2 separate regions of the Oryctolagus cuniculus genome follow, and region 2 is linked to region 1. The links are chromatin contacts, called in public Micro-C maps. All regions are on one chromosome and are shown on one strand. The core of a region is the stretch at or near the end of the contact, and the rest is flanking DNA. Distances in the headings are between cores, read along the strand shown.

Region 1 (2,611 bases), core at 48-2,547:
AGTGCGGTCCCTGAGCTGAGTTTCTGCATTATCAATGCACCAGCTGAGAGGCCAATGATGGCTTCTTTAGGCTCAGTTGGGACCGGGAAGTGACAGGATTAGTCCTAGCATTGCCTTAAGCCTTGAAGTCCCAACTCTATGGTTTTTGTTAGGGCATTTCACCTCTGCTGACTTGGGAGCCACTCTGAAAGCTGCGATCACACTTTAAAGAGCCTGATGAACCTAAGCTCCAGGTGTGGAGAGCGAATGGCTTCAGGTTGAATAGGAGGACACCGAGGAGCACAAATAACAGACAATAATCAGGTGGCGCCCAGGGCCTTGGGCCAGGACACAAAGACCTCTGTGATTCATCCAGGTCAAGGGTCTCTGGGTCTCTCTCGGCCCCCACCCCTTGTCGCTGGCTAGAAGAGAAAAGTAGGTTCAACAGGTTATTTATGCATTTATTGAGCTCCCAGGCCCCAGAAATAACCCTGAGAGCACTGGGAAAGACAGTCCAAACATTTCTGAGCTAGTGGGTTATCCTGAAGGGGATGTTGGCAGAGAACATAAACTAGGCTGCCACTCCTCACTTTCCAACTGGGTCACCTCCAAGTCACCTAGCTGCGATGAAGCGCCAGCGTTCCCATCTGTCCGGGGACACCATTCCTGTCCTGCCTGGTTGATCAGCGAACTAGAGCGGCAAGATCCCCCCTTGAGAACGCTACTGACCCGAGCCCGTGCCAGTGTCCACCCGGACTTGCCCGTGGCTGGGAGCAGAAATGGGACTGGGGCGGCACGCAGGTGCAGCGCAGGGCGGCTCTTCTGGGGCCGACGGTGGGGACCATCTCCCGACACCCAGCCGGTTCCTCGGGAGTCCCCAACCCGAGATGAGCCAAGACCCCGCGGGGGTGCAGGCGCACTGCCCTACCTTGCCATACTTCTTCAGCTTTTGCCGGTACCTCTTCTTGGGCTTGTCGCCCTGCGTCGCCTCCTCTAGCGGTTCATAGCGCTCTGGCAGGCCAGCAAGGTGCACCCTACGCGCGCTCCGGGCCCCCGGGCGCGGCTCACTCTCCTCGCTCGCGCCGCTCTCGGCCGCCTCGTCCCCGCACTCCAGGTGCTCCAGGATGGCATCCGCCTCCTCGTCCCCGTCCGTCTGCCGTCGCCCTCGGGGCCCGCGGCGCGGGAAGGTGCGCGCCGCCTTGTTTCGGAGCCTGGCTCCCACCGTCATGATTCCGACACTTCTCTGGCGAAACTCTCAGCACGAAGACGCCAACCTTTGCTCCCTGCCCGCTCCTCCGCCCCAGCCCCAACGGGGTTGGGCGCTTAGGGGTCGCAGCGCCCTCTGGCCGTGGGGTCCGGGACTGCGGCAGGTGCACTCGGGGGCCCAGCCGGCCGCATCCCAGCTGTTGGCCAACAGAGCATCTCGTCCACTGGTGGAAAGCGACATGAGTTAGGAACACACAAACTCTTGCAACCACACCTGCAACTCATCAGTGACCCCCAGCTAACAACGGAACTCCATTTGCCAACGATCAAACTGACAGACAAGATGATGACTAATACAGATTACATTCAGGGGTGGTCATTGTGGCACAACAGGTTGAGCTACCACTTGCCAAGCCAGTATCCCACATGGTTGACTGTTCGAGTCCCAACTGCTTCACTTCCGATCCAGCTCCCTTCTAGTGCGCTGGGGAAGGCAGCGGGAGGATGGCCGAAGTGCTTCGGCACCTGCACCGACGCGGGAGACCCAGAAGCTCCTAACTCCTGGCTCCGAGCTTTGGCCTGGGTCTTTGCAGCCGTCCAGGGAGTGAACCAGTGGATGGAAGGTCTCTCTCTCTCTGTGTGTGTGTGTGTGTGTGTGTATTCCTCTCTCTGTAACTCCGATTCCCAAATGAGTAAATAAAAAAATATGTTCAGTGCTGGTGAGGGCATGGTGAGGTGGTCCTGAGGCACTGTTCACGAGGGTGCGACTCCTGGGCAAGCTTTTGTAAAGGAGACCTGAAGACTCCTATCAAGAGTCCTGCAAAGCGTTCATAGCCTTCCAGGCGCCTTTCCCAGGGAAATACTCAGAAAGGCCAAGTAGAGTGGCCCCAGTGTTCATCACAGTTTGACTCTTGGTGAGAAAGTGAGGGAGGCTAGATAAATCGTTATGCATTCACATAACAGCATAGGACGCAATCATGAAAATTGCGATTTCCAGGAATGTTAGGAAGATAAGACTGTTCAGCGAACTGTGACCCTCAGCATGCCTTGAATGCTTTGTTTTCTTATGGGTGAGTAAATGTCTTTGGATTCTGGGAAGATAGAATTAGTATAAATAATCTAGGTTATTAATTTATTAATATTTTACCATTAAAGTTTGTGGCAAGTTTAAGAGTAATTTGAATAGGCTGATAGACATAAAATGTCTATGACAATTTGGCATATTAGAATATAAAATTAGTTTTGTGACTCTAACTTAAAATGGGCAATCAATTGATTTAGACTTTGTCATGTATTATATGAATTATGTTAAATATATTTGCAATTTATACATAAAATATAATTTACTTCAGCTCAATTCAAGGTGAAAGGGATATGAGAATGAATTTACTATTTTTATGAGTTGCTGACCTGGATTGAGTTACCA
Region 2 (2,611 bases), core at 31-2,530, 33 kb before region 1:
AGGAAGACTCATTCTTCAAGGAGAAATACAACTTCCTGCAAAGGCCTGAAACGTTCTAGGAGGGGAAGGGTTCGGTAGAAAGACTGGGGCAGCCTTGGCAACCACAGGAGGGGAAGCTAACAGATGAGAGCTAAGTGTGGAGGGTTGCGTGCCGTCTTCCAGATGAGAATTATTTTCCCACACTCTTATGAACGTATTCTGGAAGCTGGTGAATACAGTCCTTTAGGAAAATTGATTTTTCCCCAGATAACAGAAAAAAGTTAACTTGGAAGAATAAATATTCTTATTTCATAATTTTTACTGAAAACATTTAGTTTCTGCTGGTTCATACAAGAAGTAAAATCAGTATCTAGCAAGCAAATACAAATAGAAAAATCTCAGAAGCAATTGAATAAGTTATTCTTTTTTTTTAGCTTGTTCTCTTATTGTCCTTATAAAATATTCTCAGTTGTGATTTTTATGTTACATAAAATACTCTCAGTTACTAAGATTGTTGCTCAATTACGTGTCAGGATTAGCTATTATCAGTGTTTCATCTTTTACACAAGAAATCAAGACTTCCTTATGGCTTTGCAGCCCCAAACACCAGTACTCAAATTGTTTTGTTTGGCTTATTCAGTTGGTTCAGTCTGCAAGTTACCGGCTTGCCTTAAAAATTCAAGCTATCTGCTCTGTATTCTGTGGAACAGAAATCAAGTGGACGTGATTGCAGCCTGCCCTCTTTAGGCATCATCCCGCTTGTCCGGGCCCCAGTCGCCTCTCCCCGAGTTCAACCTGACCCCTGCGGACCTCTGTGTCCAACCGGGAGAGGCGCAGCCTTTCCCAGGCAGTTGCTCCGCACTCCCGCCAGGGGGCGGTGTGACCAGGGTTTTGGAGAGACGGGCGGGGAGGAAGTGCGTGGCGCTGTTTCCACCCGGGAAGTGAAAGGAAATCGTGCTTTCCTTCCTGGCGTGTAAGTGCTGAGGAACAACATCCCGTGACCCAGCGCAGTAAAGAGTCGAGATTAAGAGCCACTTAGAGGCCAAGTGTTTTCAAAGAGGCCGAGGAAAAATAAAGCCACACTTTCTACTACTGCTGACATTTGAGTAATGCTTTGCAGCCCGTAAAGCTGTGTGGGAGACAACCGGTTAGGTGATCCTCTCGGCCGCGGGGTGTCAGAAGTAGGCTAAGGTGTCTATTCCTGTGTGGTTAGAGGAGGAAAGCAAGGAGTGGACAGACGAGAAGGAAGGAGCCGGGAGGCAGAGCTGCCCCTGCAGACTGCCTACCGCGGGGTGCCTTCCAATAGCCAGGATGTGACATCCAGCTGCAAGTCCCAGGTAGAGTAAAACCTCAGTTTAACAAATAGTTGATCCAAGGAGCTTTCCAGGCCTTAACCGTATACAGGAAGTGCCTTGGTATCCCTTTGATATCAGGCACGAAGTTGGTGGAGTTTGGACTGATGGCACTGAGGGCCCTTGTCACCTCTGGCTAACCTGACCCTGGGTGTCCCCCAGGCTCCTGCAGTGGCCGTGCCCACGTGCCTTGTGGCTTTGATTTTGAGGATGTTATCAGCCAGGATGCAGAGTGTGGCTTCCTCTCCCAGCGTTCAGTTGCTTTTTCGCTGTTTGTTTGCTTTGGCTGCTACAGGGAGATTTTCTTTTCATCTGGGCAGCATGTGCAGGGCCTGGAGTGAAGAAAGAGGGCTCGAGCAGGATACAGTCGTCTGGGAAGGGAAGAGAATCTCCTAGCTTGGGGCCACCCTTTCCAAAACAAGGCCCCTGTAAAATAAACGCCGGCTGATATTTCCCTCAGCCTCCCCCTCGCCAAATACTCCCCGCTCCCAAAAAATCATACAAAGTGTTCCTCATCCATGCTTAGCCACAAAGCAACCTTGATTTCCTAGGTCCTCTTCTATTTTATTCATGCATCCATTTATTTATTTATTTTAAAGATTTATTTATTTACAGAAAGGCTGAGGCAAAGAGAGAGAGAAAGGTCTTCCATAGCCTGGTTCGCTCCCTTCATGGCTGCAATAGCCGGAGCTGCGCTGATCCGAAGCCAGGAGTCAGGAGCTTCCTCCTGGTCTCCCACACAGGTGCAGGGGCCCAAGGACTTGGGCCATCTTCTGCTGCTCTCCCAGGCCATAGCAATGAACTAGATCAGAAGTGGAGCAGCCGGGACTCAAACTGATGCCCATATGGGATGCCGGCACTGCAGGCAGCAGCTTTACCTGCTATGCCACAGCACCAGCCCTCCATTTATTTATTACTTGAGAGTTTTTTAAAACATCTTTTGCATGACCAGAAACTATGACTATGACTATAACTATGATCTACTACTGTACAACACATGTATTGTAAAAATTATTACCTTCTTTTAAAAAAATTTTTGCTTTGTTTATTTGAAAGGCAGAGTTCAGAGAGAAAGGGAGAAACACAGAGAGGGAGAGGTCTTCCATCTGCTGATTCACTCTCCAAATGGCCACCATGGCCAGCCTGTGCCAAACCAAGGCCAGGAGCCAGGAACCAGGAGCTTCTTCCAGATCTCCCATGTGGGTGCAGGGGCCCAAGCAATTGAGTTGTCTTCTGCTGTTTTCCCAGGGGCTAATATTATCAGGGAGCTGGATCAGAAG

What was found. Hi-C and Micro-C count contacts between places; a contact is called where the count stands out from the background.
Region 2: a contact with region 1 is called in a Micro-C map of ear pinna, with 5 times the contacts expected there. The contact joins the enhancer-like site here to the promoter of C13H1orf115 in region 1. A contact is called at or near these places in 5 of 6 Hi-C or Micro-C datasets (ear pinna, liver, psoas muscle and 2 more).

Annotation. Positions count from the first base shown.
Region 1 is chr13:35,072,982-35,075,592 of mOryCun1.1, reverse strand. It overlaps C13H1orf115 (chromosome 13 C1orf115 homolog), which reads right to left and starts at 1,297. Exons shown (of 2, transcript XM_002717500.5): 1 at 908-1,297. The coding sequence starts at 1,207.
Region 2 is chr13:35,105,945-35,108,555 of mOryCun1.1, reverse strand. No RefSeq gene overlaps it. Among named protein-coding and RNA genes, the nearest start is that of MTARC2, 8.9 kb to the left of the region's middle. Within about 2 kb of position 1,280, at least 3 of the 8 cell types and tissues checked have an H3K27ac peak or open chromatin away from gene starts, as enhancers often do. A contact at or near this core is called in ear pinna, where this site is marked.